2 separate regions of the Sus scrofa genome follow, and region 1 is linked to region 2. Evidence: chromatin contacts called from public HiChIP or PLAC-seq data. All regions are on one chromosome and are shown on one strand. The core of a region is the stretch at or near the end of the contact, and the rest is flanking DNA. Distances in the headings are between cores, read along the strand shown.

The links. HiChIP or PLAC-seq counts read pairs in DNA pulled down with a chosen protein or histone mark.
Region 1: a contact with region 2 is called in an H3K27ac HiChIP or PLAC-seq map of alveolar macrophages. The contact joins the enhancer-like site here to the promoter of CNOT9 in region 2. A contact is called at or near these places in 2 of 5 promoter capture datasets (fetal liver and liver), 3 of 47 Hi-C or Micro-C datasets (embryonic fibroblasts, heart right ventricle and liver) and 2 of 2 datasets of contacts at active chromatin or transcription factors (alveolar macrophages and skeletal muscle).

What each region holds. Positions count from the first base shown.
Region 1 is chr15:120,886,010-120,892,608 of Sscrofa11.1, forward strand. No RefSeq gene overlaps it. Among named protein-coding and RNA genes, the nearest start is that of WNT6, 12 kb to the right of the region's middle. Within about 2 kb of position 3,807, at least 7 of the 83 cell types and tissues checked have an H3K27ac peak or open chromatin away from gene starts, as enhancers often do. A contact at or near this core is called in alveolar macrophages, where this site is marked.
Region 2 is chr15:120,584,827-120,592,335 of Sscrofa11.1, forward strand. It overlaps CNOT9 (cell differentiation protein RCD1 homolog), which reads left to right and starts at 5,528. Exons shown (of 9, transcript XM_001925220.5): 1 at 5,528-5,950. The coding sequence starts at 5,927. USP37 (ubiquitin carboxyl-terminal hydrolase 37) reads right to left here and starts at 5,404. Exons shown (of 24, transcript XM_003133658.6): 1 at 5,147-5,404.

The DNA of each region.
Region 1 (6,599 bases), core at 2,557-5,056, 300 kb after region 2:
CCAAAATGGCTACCTCTAGAAGAACACATGCTGATGAATATTCCCGAGATCTTTGCCTCCAACGTCCCTCCCCAACAACGAGCCACAGTCACCCCCTGTTTTTTGGGGAGATCCTCCAAGAACTTCAGTCAGGTCTGACCCAGATTCCTATAGAGCCTCTGCTTTGCCCTGGGACCCTATGCACATGAAAGCCTGTGTGCACCTTTCAAGAATGGGGTCTCCATTGCCCCCAGTCCCATGGAGCTCCTGCACACAAGCCCCATTGGCCTTCAATGCCAGATGCTCCAGGAGCTCTTTTTCCCAATGCCAGATCCCAGGTGTGGGAACCTGATGTGGGGCTCAGAACTATCACTCCTGCAGGTGAGTCTCTGTGATACAGTTACTTTCCAGTCTGTGAGCTTCCCACCCAGAAGGTGTGGGATTGCTTATATCATATAATCGTCCCTCCTACCTCTTAATGTGGCTTCCTCTTTGTCTTCTGGAGTAGGTTATCTTTTTGAAAGCTTCCAGTCCATTTGGTTGAAGGTTGTTCAGAATTTGGCTGTGATTTTGTTGTTTTTATGAGAGAAGGTGAGCTCCAGTCCTTCTATTCTGCCATCTTAATCCCATCTCCCCACCTCTACCACCTTTCTTTCACACACAATGACTCTACCTCTGGGGCCTATAAATTTGCTGGCTCTCCCCTTGCCCCCCAGTCTACCTTCTTCAGGAAACCCCATTCCATCATCTGGCACATGTCCAATGCCAATAATAGACTAAGTTTTCTCCTGTAGAGCCCCTTGTAGTATGCAAGTCCTAGTTTACCTAGAGGCACAGAGGGCCTTTGAGAAGAGTCTGGGCTCAACAGAGCTTCTGATCTGCCCAGCCAACAGTGTCACACTACCTGTGTAATTTTCAGCAAATCACTTACTTTCTTTGAGCCTTGATTTCTGCATTTCTAAAATGGCTAAAGCAGTGCTAAGGGGAAATACATAGCACTAATAAGTTAGAAAAGGGGGGAGGAGGACTAAGGGAAAGATTTTTTTTCAGTGATAGAGAAAGATATTCAGGGAGGAGTTCCATCGTGGTGCAGTGGAAACGAATCCGACTAAGAAACATGAGGTTGCAGGTTCTATCCCTGGCCTCGCTCAGTGGGTTAAGGATCTGGCATTGCTGTAGATGTGGTGTAGGCCAGCAGCAACTGCTCTGATTAGACCCTTTGCCTGGGAAACTCCATATGCTGCAATGCAGCCCCAAAAAGACAAAAGCAAAAAAAAAAAAAAAAAAAAAAAAAGATATTCAGGGAGTCCCATGGTGTCTCAGTGGGTTAAGGATCCAGCATTGCTACTGCTGTGGCCCAGGTTGCTGTTGTGGCTCAAGTTTGACAGGAAAGAAAGAAAGGAAGGAAGGAAGAAAGAAAAAGAAAGAAAGAACATATTGTTAAATGGAAGAAGCAAGAGGCAAAGTGGTATACAGTATCCTACCTTTTGTATAAGAAAGGGACCCCACCCCCCACTTTTTGGTCTTTTTAGGGCCACACCTGCAGCATATGGAAGTTCCCAGGCTAGGGGTTGAATCAGAGTTGCAGCTGCTAGCCTATACCATAGCTCACAGCAACACCAGATCCTTAACACACTGAGCAAGGCTAGGGATTAAACCAGAGTCCTCATGGATACTAGCTGGGTTTGTTACCACTAAGCCACCGACAGGAATTTCTGGGATCCCACTCTTTTTCTTTTTCTTTCTTTCTTTGTTTCCTCTTTTTAGGGCCACACCCATGGCACTGGACATTCCCAGGCTAAGGACTGAATCAGAGCTGTAGCTGCCAACCTACACCACAGCCACAGCAACGCCAGACCCAAGTCTCATCTGCAAACTACACCACAACTCATGGCAACACTGGATCCCTGAACCACTGAGCAAGGCCAGGAATCATACCTGCATCTTCATGTGTACTAGTCAGATTCGTTTCTGATGCGCCACAAAAGGAACTCCTAGAATTCCCCCTTCTTATTGTTTGATTCTGTACAAAGAAACACTGGCAGGATAGATGAAACAATAAAAGTTTATTATGGGATTTGGCAGAAGATGGGCTAGGGGAGGAATGGGGAGGTAAGAAAGTGGGGTAGAGGGGGACAAAGTGGGAGGATGACTTCCATGCATATTTTGTAGTATTGCCTCAATTTTTTGAAGCTTATAACATGCTACCCATTCAAAAGAACAAAACATTTTTGACTTTTAAAATGTTAAGCATAAGAATCAAATAAAACTGGCCCGTAATCTCCAACAGATAATCCCTGTTGACATTCAAAAAAAAAAAAAAAAAAAAAAACAAGTCACACGCAGTTAGAAAATTCCAAGGTAGGAGTTCCCGTCGTGGCGCAGTGGTTAACAAATCCGACTAGGAACCATGAGGTTTCGGGTTCGATCCCTGCCACTTGCTCAGTGGGTTAAGGATCCGGCTTTGCCATGAGCTATGGTGTGTGTGGCAGACGTGGCTCGGATTCTGAGTTGCTGTGGCTCTGGCGTAGGCCGGTGGCTATAGCTCCGATTAGACCCCTAGCCTGGGAATCTCCATATGCCGTGGGAGTGGCCCTAGAAATAGCAAAAAGACAAAAAAAAAAAAAAAAAGAAAATTCCAAGGTAGTACACAGAGAGATAAAATTGAAAAGTTAATCTCCATTTCCCATTATCTGTTAAACAATTTCTTGGGGAGTTTCCTGGTTATCTAGTGGTTGGACTCAGTGCTTTCACCGGGGCAGCTGGGTTTTGATCCCTGGTCTAGGAACTGAGATCCCTTATCAAACCACTGCCTACCACTACCTACCTTGGGAAAAAAAAAAAAAAAAACCCACAAAAAAAACAGCTTCTTGTGTTTCCTTCTGGAAATTTACCCATATATAAGATTTATCCTGGGGCACTGTTCTTGTATTCTTCATTAACAATCTTGACACCATCAATATATGTAGAGATTTTGTATCTTATGGTAGTATTTGCTATAATATAGGTATTTATTTCCTCATTGACAATTAGGCTGTTTCTAGCTTTTTTTTTTTCACCATTACCAATAATGTGCTAATGAGTTGCTTAAATGTCTCATTTTTAATTTTTAAACTTCACTCTTAGATGAGGTAAAAATGATGCATTTGGGTATCCTATAGAACACGAAAGTTTCCCATGATTCTACATTTCTTTTTCTCAAGGATTTTAAATTTTTTTGGGGGGGAGAGACTAATTTCCAACACCCACCCAAAAATGGAGGCTCCTAAGGGAAAGAGGTGCTGGAATGGAATGTTGTTTTTGAACAGCAACTGGTTGCTCTCTAATTGCTATTAACCCAGAGTGATAAAGTGCCCTGCCCAGAGCCAAGCTGGGACACTGCTCACTCGCCCTGTGCCCATACAGAGTTCTTTCTCCTGAGAGGCCCTGGCCCTCCATTTGGGTACCCTCCCTTGGGTACCCACCCTATCTCTTTTGGAAGCTGCCACTCTTTCTGTTCCAGTGTGGCACTCTCCACCCTCTACCGGAGGGTCTGAAGGTTGCCTCCAATCTGCTCCTTAGGGTCTGGCGCCCTCTGCTGGTCCTGATGATTACACTGCAATGGTTAAAGAACCACCTGCCCTGCCCTAAACTTAGAGCTCTTTCATTTTGACCCCAAAATCACATGGGGAAAGTGAGGCAACAAATGGGGACCTGACTTGCTCAAGAACACAGAGCAAATAAGCTCTTTGGACCTGAACTTACGCCTTCTGACCTTTCTTCCAGCACAACGTCCAATGCACCATTGGTGGAAGGAATGAGGAGGGCAGGATCTGGCAGACTGGACTCCTAGGCTGAGAAAGTCCACCTCACACACATATCCCCAGGAGCTCTCTGGAACTCCTCGTCAGGCAGAGGACCTCTCAATTGGATGGAGTTAATGTTAGCTGGACTTGTCTACACTGTACGCTCGGCCAGTGGCCCTACCGCCCTCTCTGGGACGCCTCTTTTTTCCCACCAGAGGATAGATGGGTTTAATAATGCCCTAGGCATAGGCTGTGCTTCCCCAAACACCATCATTTGAAGCTTCCTTCACAGATGTTTTCTTTTTTGTCTTTTTAGGGCCACACCCAAGGCATATGGATGTTCCCAGGCTAGGGGTGAATCAGAACCACAGGCTCCCGCCTACGGCTCTACGCCATAGCCACAGCAACACCAGAACCAAACTGCAACTGCAACCTACACTGCAGCTTGTGGCAAGGCTGGATCATTAACCCACTGAGTGAGGTCAGGGATCAAACCCATATCCTCATGGATACTGGTCGATTTCTTAACCCACTGAACCGCAAGGGGAACTCCAACACAAATTTAGTCACATCCACGTGCCACCTAGGCTGCCATTTACCTAATACTTTTCTTTAAATTGCCTCATTTTAAACTTAAAATCTGGATTTCCCCTAGTGGCTCAGCAGAACAAACCCGACTAGTACCCAGAAGGATGAGGGTTCGATCCTTGGCCCGCTCAGTGGGTTGGGGATTCAGCGTTGCTGTGAGCTGCGGTGTAGGATCTGGCTTGGATCTGACATTTCTGTGGCTGTGGTGTAGGTCAGCAGCTGCAGTTCCGATTCGACTCCTAGCTTGGGAACTTCTGTATGCAGGGGGTGCGGCCCTAAAAATAAATAAATAAACTTAAAATCCCAGGAAATGCATCACCTTCTCCTGGAATGATGACTTAGAGATGCATCTGTTTCCCTAGGATTGTCTTTGAGTTCTTGCTGTCTTCATTTAGTGCAAGAAGACTTGATCTTCACCTTGAATTATTCACTTAAAATAACAACCATTCCTAGGGGATGAACACCTGGTATGTTTCAGGTATTGGCCTTACTCTGTCTTCACTACATCTCTGTGGGGGTAGGTACTAGTCTCATGGGAAGTCAGGGCGCAGACAGACTAGTTATTTGAATTTGATTACATTCTACTTCCAAAGCCAACTGATGTGGACTTGCGGGTCTTTTTTGTTTGGTTGGTTGGTTGCACCCACGGCATGCAGAAGTTCCCAGCCAGCGAATGATCTTGGACCACTGTAGTGTCAATGCCAGGTCCTTTAACTGCTAGGTCATCAGGAAACTCTGACTTGCTTGTCTTTTGAAATTAAGAGTAAAATGATTCAGGGAGTTCCCTGGTGGCTCAGTGGGTTAAGAATTCAGCTTTGTCGCTGCTGTGGCGCAGGTTTGATCCCTGGCCCAGGAACTTCTGCATGCCTTGGGTGTAGCCAAAACAAAATAAAGTGAAAGTAAAATGATGCAAAGCTATAGTTAAGAAGTAATGACCAGGACAGCGTCTGGGCTATGGAAGCACTCAGTGTGCCAGGGAAGGCAGACAGCAGGCATGAGTACAGCGGGGTAGGGTGTGTGTTAGAGGCAGGCACAAGGTAGGAATACAGGTAGGATCAGAGAAATGGGGGCCAAAGTCCAAGGGGTGATGGCAGAGGGAAGAGATGGAATGTGTAAGAAGGGCATTCTGGGCCTCGCTTTCTGGTGCCATAGGGAATGTCATTGGCCCAGCTGGGTATCCTGTGGCCCCTTCTGATCACTTACAGGCCATTCAGTGACATGCTCTCCATCGGAGCCCTTGATGGGGAGGCTCTGCCTGGGGCCTTCTGCTGGGGTAGTGCTGCGTCACTACAGGATAGGCAAGGAGGGCGATGTTAAGGATGCAGGCAGAATCACAAGCTGGACTCATAGCTTTGTTGCTCAATGACCATGACTTTGACCTCAGTTTTCTCCTCTGCCAAATGCCCCATAGCAAACACAGAGATGCTTCCCTTCATGGAAAGATGTGCTGCCCATCTACAGGGAGTGGGGTAGCAGTGTTGAGCTAGCAGCTCCTTAGGGGTCAGAAAACCCACTCTCCCATTCTCGGGGCTGCCCACGTGTCTGATGACTGAGTGAAGTAGGCGTGTAAAGGCTCAGCCATTTTAACCCAGTGAGGGGCACCCTGGTGGGCAAAACCCCCTGCAGAGCTCAAGGCGCCTGTGCGGATGGAGGCTTTGTCCAGTCTGCATCACTCTTCAACTTTGCCTCTACCCAATGCTGCTCCCGTCCCCTCCTTTTCTTTCACAGGGGCTGGCTGCCAATGAACCCCTTGCACCCCACACTCCATCTCAGCATCTACCTCTGGTGAACCCCATCTGTGACGTGGCCATTTCACACACTCAGGACAAAGGAGGCGGTTCTGATGAAAGGACGGTGGGTGTGACTCCAAGTGTGAGAATCATCCGGCTCATGAGAACCTAGCTTCTAGCCAGGCTGACATTCATTTTTGGTGGAGGCACTGGAGGCAGTTAGGCAGAGGGTTGAGTGACAGTCCCACTGTCTGCTCTGGCCCTCAGAGAACCAGGGCAAATGCCTGAAGACATAGGGGCTGAGGGGCAATGGAGGAAACTGCCCCGAGAGAGAATGATGCTGAGGAAGATGGCCAATATTTCAGGCACTGCATCATCTTAGTTAAGAGCTCCGAAGACATTTCTTGAACATATACTACATGTGAGATCTTGTGCTACGGATGAAAAGTTTTGGAGAAAATCTCAGGGGAGTTCCCGTCATGGCACAGTGGAAATGAATCCGACCATGGGGATGCAG
Region 2 (7,509 bases), core at 4,278-6,777:
AAAACCCTATGTAATAACAATTCACCTTTATTCTGATCCTTGTGCATAAAGCAATGCACTCTTCTTGGGGGAACTACTCATATTCTGCAGCTATGCCAATTCTCTAGAAAGCCATCAATTCAGCTAAAGAAAATATAAGTGTGCCTTTAAAAAAAAAATCCAATTTAAAAAATTAAAATTTAAAAAAGACAAAGATTAACCCTCTGACTATTTAAAAGCCACAAACTACTTTACTGAAGATTTCAAATATAATGCTCAAGACACGCACACACACAATCAACAGAACTCCAGGGACATATCTGCTTTACAAAATGAAAAACTCTGAAGCCTGTACCAATCAATTTGTGTCTTTGTTTATTTACTCCTGCTACATTTTGAAACTAAGAAGGCAGTGAAAAAACTGTATATCCTTTGTTGACTTTATAAACATTGGCACATAATGATGTCTTAAATCTTAAACTACCATTTCCATGACATGTCCACACAAATTTCAAAAGGTGGGTAAACTTTTTTTTTTCACCTTTCTTTCAAAACTAACCTCATATGCTTGTTTCTCAAATTTAAGCCTCTCTTAGGAGTTCCCTGGTGGTCTAGCAGTTAGGACTCGGTGCTTTTGCCACTACAGCTCAGGTTCAATCCCTTGCCTGAGAACTGAGATCACAGAGCAGCCAAAAAAAAAAAAAAAAAAACCTCCAGCTTGATCAAATTTAGGCCTCTCTAAATAAGCCCCAACTTTCCCTGAAGTTCTATCCAAACATTTCCCACCACCTTCTTGAATGCTATAACATCAACTTTAAACTCCTTTGTTCACTTAGTAAAAAATAATTTATTAAGCTACTCCAATTTGATGACACTATGATAGGCATACAAATGTGAACATGACACAGTCCATGCCCTCTTTAGGAGACTCCCCAGACTTCCTTACATCTGTCCTTCCACCATCACTCAAGCACAGAATCTCAGCATCAGCTTTAACCTCATTCTCACTTATCTAAAGCAGTCTTTTCATAGTTACTACCCTAATTCGGAAACACATCACTCTGCCATCCTTCCCATCTACTGTTTATTAAACAACATTTACTAGTCACAGTGCTAAGCACCATATATGCAATATCTCATTACTTTCATAATAAACTCGAAGAACAGGGATTATCATCTCCATTTTACAAATGAGGAAACTGAGTTTCAGAGAGATTAGGTAATTTATCCATGGTTACAGAGTCAGTAAGAGACAAAACTAAGTCTAGCACCAGAATCCATGTTTTAAATTTTTAACCATTACCATAATGAATCCTCAATGATGTGCAGTAACTACTTCAAGTCTCCATTCTCTCAGCATTTTTCTATCCAAAAAATTATTTATCCCATAATACCCCTCCTAAAGAACTACTCTTTTTTATCTCTTACCAACTAAAGTGTGCACTTGTTGTCTCCTTAACTTTCTTGCTAAAGGGGAGGGGAGAGGGAGGGGACCTGTCTTATTTTCTTTTGTACTCCAACAAAATAATAGGCATTTAGTAAATGCTAAAATACTTGCTGCTGATGCTAATTCCCTTCCCAAACATTAAAAAAAAAAAATTCTTATCAAGGTATGAATACTTAACATGGTACCTACCCTCTTAACAAATATTTAAATCCACAATACAGTATTGTTAACTATAGGTATAATGTTGGGCAATTATCTCTAGAACTTATTGATCCTGCTTAACCGAAACTTCCTCCTAAACATTTTTAACAGCTCATCACTACCTATAAAATAAATCCAAATGTCTATGTTTGGCCCTATTTTTAATTCTCTCTTTCTCAACACAAATCCTATTCTACACAAAATATTAAATTTTAGTATTTTCTTCCATAACCACGACCAACCAGTTACTTAAATATGGAGTTTCCCTTTATCTGCTTTGGAAACTGCATCTTCACTGGTCTTGCAGTTTAACCTTTTAAAATATATAAACTACTGCTCTGATTTCTAAGGGCTTTCTCTCCTAAAAAGATCCACAAAATAAATGCACAAAGAAATAAAATTAGTGTGGTGGCTGGAAGTGAAGAGAGAAGCTGAACTAGAGAAATTTTATCTCCAATTTAGAGTCTAAAATCTGAATGATTTGATGACATAAGAATGGGTAATATCATCCAAAGCTGGATAACCCTTTGGTTTTTTGTGTGTTCTTTAATTTGTCTGCAGAGTGAAATGGTACTTGTCATTGTTGACAAGAATTTTAGTAAGCTGGTGTTTCCCAAAGGCATGATGGGTCTTAGAGCAAGCTTCAATTTACTTATTCATTTACCAAATTCTAAAAAAACAGAAATGAAATAGTTCCTAGCCTATATTCTAGTAGGAGACAGACTGTGAATAATCACACAAATAAATATATAATTACAAGTTCTAAAAAATGATATAAAGTTAAGGGCATGATGAGAGATTATAACAGGAGTAACCAATTTAATACTAGGGAGTGGTGGAAGTTAGGGAGTATCAAGAGAGGGCTTCTCTGAGGAAGTACCACTTAAGCTGAAAATTGAAGAATGAGTTAATTGGGGGGTGGTCACGCTAGGACAATCCAAAACAGCACATATAAAGGCCCTGTGATGGAAAATAACTTGGTGTGACTAAGGAAATGAAAAGTAGTGTGGCTGGAGTTTACTGAAGAAGAGGATGGTGCAAGATACACCAAGTAAAGCAGGAAAGAATCAAGTTATGTAGAATCTTGTAGGCTCTAATAAGGATTTTGAAATTTAATGTAATAAGCACTAGGTAATGGGAAATCCACTGAAGGTTTTTAAGCAGAGAAATGACATGTTACTGCTGAACGGAAAAGTGATATGGATTGTCTGGGTTTGGGGAAGGGAGTGAAAGGAGCAGGAATAGAAGAAATTAGGACAACCAGATATGAGAGTACTGAAATGATTCAGCTTAAAACACATTACAATAACAATAATGCCTACTAGCCATTTACTCTGTGCCATGTGCTTACCATGGTTATTTCATTTAATCCTCACAGCAATCCAATAAGGTGATTACTACTCCCATTTTACAGATGTGTATATAGGGAACCAGTAACACTAAGTCCAGGTGAAAGAGGATTGTGGCTTGAACTAGAAAAATGATACTGAAAATGTACAGAAATGGATTCAAGACATATAATGGAAATAGAATAAATAGAATCTGAAGAGGATATAGATACACGGGATGAGGACAAAATTAAGAATGGCTTTCAAGGAGTTCCTGCTATGGCTCAGAGGTAACAGACCTGACTAGTGTCCATGAGGACACGGGTTTTGACCCCTGGCCTTACCCACTAGGTTAAGGATCTGACGCTGCTATGAGCTGTGGTATAGGTCACAGATGCAACTTGGATCTGGCATTGCTGTGGCATAGGCTGGCAGCTACAGCTCCAATTCGACCCCTAGCCTGGGAACTTCCATATGCTTTGGGTACAGCCCTAAAAAGACCAAAAAAAAAAAAAAAAAAAAAGAATGGTTTTCAAGTTTCTAGGCTATGTGCATAGATAAATGGAGATAGCATTTTATGTAATGGAACACTGAATGAGAAAGCATTTGAGTATGGAGAGAAATAAACCTTTAGTTGTAGACATGTTCTACTGTAAATGTCTAAGAAAAAAAATCAAGTTGAGATGTCCAGCAGACAGTTGGCTACTTAGATCTTGAGCTGAAAACAAAAGGAAGACACTGGAAATAAATATTCTTAAGTCATCAATATACAGGTGCAATTTAAAGCTTAGGCTGGAAGGAAAACCTAAAAGGAGAACAAGATCTAAGACTGAACCCAGATACCCAAAATTAAACATCTCTTGCTACAATTATCAACTACTTTAATTCACCGGACTTTTCAGTCTTCATTCAATTTTACCTTTCAGCAGAATTCAACACTTTTTTTTTTTGGTTTTTTGTTTTTTGTTTTTTTTTGGCTTTTTAGGGCCACATCCATGGCATATGGAATTAGTAGGCTAGGGGTCCAATCGGAGCTGCAGCTGCAGGCCTACACCACAGCCACAGCAACGTGGGATCCAAACCTTCTCTGCAACCTACACCACAGCTCATAGCAATGCTGGATTCTTAACCCACTGAGTGAGGCCAGGGATGGAACCTGAGTCCTCATGGTTACTAGTCTGGGGTTCGTTACCGCTGAGCCACTATAGGAACTCCCGGAATTCAACACTACTGATAACTTCTTTCACCTTTTCTACAAAACTTGTACTCCTCTATCCAGCTACGAAATGCCAAGAATTCCTCAGTGCCCCATCCGAGGTCCCCTTCCTTTCTAGCACTGTACTCTTTTTAGGCAATTTCATCCACAACCAGAGCTTCAATTACTTTCAACATAACAGATATATACATATAGATATAGATATATATACATGCACGCACAGACCTGTATATAGTTATATACACACACATCTGCCTATATATCCACTCAGAACTCTATTCTGAGCGCAAACCCAGTATAATCAACTGCCTACTTGACATCCTCTGATAGCTTTTCCAGTTAGACATGTCGGATAGTGCCTCCACAAAATAGGCATTTACACAGAAACTACATTTTGAAAGGATTATAAAATTACTCCAGGCCAACTCTCCAGAAAGAGGATTTTGTCATCAATTATCTTTTCGTGTCATGACCTACAACGGGTAAACCTGACAATCTGATCCGATGGCTAAAGATGGGGAACAACCAACCAAAACCACGACAAAAATACAATTCATGCTTTTTAGTTAAGAGATGGTTAAGGGAGAGAAGATGAAGAATGGTCAATAGAATGAAACAGTATCATGTCCCAAGGCCTGATGGACGTGCGGCAACGGAAGTCACCTTAAGTGATAGCAGGCCTCGCTAAGGGGGGCGCAGCGGAGGACAGCCCCCAGCAAAAAGGAGCCAGGTTTGAGTTGCGGGGGGGAGCGAGTGACAGTAAAAGACCAGGTCAAAGGAGGGGGAAAGCCTGGGGGAAGACCCAAGTAGAGTACCTGTGAGGCCAGAGGGGGCGTCGCGGGGATGGGGGCGGGCTGAGCAGCAGCCGGACGAACTCCAGAGGAGTGAACGCCGAGTGGGCGGACCGCAAGGGGCGGGGGGTGGGGGGGCCAGGGTAAAACGGCTCTGTGGAGACGCTCGCCGGGCCCGCCTTACCTGTGCCCGCGAGTCCGGAGCGCCGGACAGGCCTGCCGGAAGCACGGAGTCCAAGCGGAGGGGGAGGAGCTGGGGGTAAGGAAGGAAGGGACACCAAACACGAAAGAGAGGGGCCGCTCACTCCCCCAGTCAGGGAGAGCGGCTGATGGCGGGAACTGTGACCACACGCAAACACGCACGCACGCACGCACACTCGACGCGACCAGACGAGGTGCGTGCGCGAAAGCCTGGAAACTCCGCCCCTCCTACGCCCTCGCCCCGCCCCAGCACCGAGGGAAATCTCGCAGAGGTAGCCCCGCCCCTGTACTGATCGTAGTACGCACGCGCACTATCCATCTCACGCACTTTGCACCGCCCACCATTTCCCTCCGCGTCAGCCCTGTTGGGCATGCGCACTACTTGTCCCCTCCAGACTGCCGGGTTTTTCCCGCCCTTTACTGGCCTCTGGAGGAGGCTCAGAGTTCACGCCCCTCTATGGGGATACCTGCTCCGAGCCGGGGAATGCGAGGACTAGTAGGTGGCAGACGTCCTTCTGGTCCTGAATCTTAAGGGACAAAGGATAAACTCTAGGACTGTTAACTCTTTGGAGAGCTGAGAGGCGGGAAGAGGTAGTGTGGGAGGGGTCAGAGGTGAAAGGTCAGAGGGCTGCGAAGGGGGCGGAGCGAGCCGGAGGCGGATGGCGGCTGCGGCGGCTCATCATCTTTGGCGGCAGAGGCGCTGAAGCTGGGACGCGAGTCCGGCGCGTCCGGCAGTTGGAGGAGAGCGGCGGCCGCTCCCAACATGCACAGTCTGGCGACGGCTGCGGTAAGTGCCCGGGCCGCCAGGCCTGGGGCCCAGAAGCCTTCCTTAACCCCGCGTTTCGGCCTTCTTTTCCAGCTCCCTGTCTCGGTCCGGGAGTCCTGCTCCTCCTGCCCTCAACCCGCGAGGCCCGGGCCTCCCTCCTCGCCGCGCTTGGCTGTGGCGGAGCAGGCCCCCGCTTTCCTCGCCGGCCGGCTCTCGCGGCCTCTGGCGTGCCGCGTAGTGCGTTCTTTTCAGGCCCCGGGGCCTGGTCCCGCGGCCAGAGCGCCTCCTTCGCAGCCCCGACCCGCCATTCATTGATTCATTTGCTTGACCAACAGTTTCAGGGCGTCAGTTGCGTGCTTGGCGTCGGCGGAGCGAGGGGAGTTCCGCAGTTTGTCTGACATGACCCATGCTGTCGAAACTCCCAGCCTAGGCACATCGCGGCGGGGAGGAAATGGCTTTTAGCTCATGCCACTTGCTTTACAGATGCAAAATCCGAGACCCGGAGAAGTGAACAGTTACTACGTTTGACTTTCGATTCTCTGAGATTACAACCTTTTTTCACATCTCGTTTTACCAGCGTGATCTTTCACCAAGAAAAACAGTGTAAATCAACCTGCCTGAAGTAATCCTATGGCTTCCCATTGCATTGAGATAATATCCAGACTCCTTGCCTCGGCCTACAAGGTCCTCCCTGAACGTTATGTTCCTGACCCTCGTTTTCAGTCTCTTGTCACTGCTCCGCAGGCTCCAGCTACACTGGCCTCAGTTCCATCTTTTCTCCCTATGCTTTTACACTCCAGCTTGCACCTTCTGATCTCTATTCCTAGAATGCTCTCTCTCTCACACACACACATACTCACACACAGACACTCCCCCACCTCCTTCCTTTGCTATAGATGTCGGCTTCTCTTCCTCAGGTCTCTATCTCAGTCTCCTTGCCTGACCACCCTATTTGAAGTAGTTCTGGTAGTTTCGTTTGTGGCTCAGCGGGTTAAGAACCCAACAGAGTGTCCATGAGGATGCAGGTTCGATCCTCGGCCTCCCTCAGTGAGTTGAGAATCCGGCGTAACAGCAAGCTGCAGTGGAGGTGTCAGAGCGGCTCAGCTTCTGCGCTTGCCGTGGCTGTGGTGTAGGCCAGCAGCTGAAGTTCCAATCGGACCCCTTGCCCGGGAACTTCCAGATGCTGCAGGTGCAGCCTAAAATGAATGAATGAATAAATAAAGTAGTTCTGTAACCCCCAACTTTTCTCTGTTAGAGTACTCACCCTTCACAGAATTGATCCCAATTTGTAATTTGTGTGTTCATTTGCTTATTTGATATTTGTCCCCCGTTTGAGAGGATACATGGGGTCATGTGGGTCCTGTTTGTTTGGTTACCCTGATGCCAGGACAGTTCCTGGCACAAAGTTAGGGCTCAAATACTTTGGTGAATGATGGTGTCGATGAGGGAGACGACTACTGAGAGCAGAGAGCCGTTGTGGGAAAATGGGATCGTATGATTTGAGCGCGCTCTTCTGAATGCCCGTTCCACTTTAGTTTCACGAGGGTGAAGTGGCTTAAGGCAAGGGTAATGTACTGAAG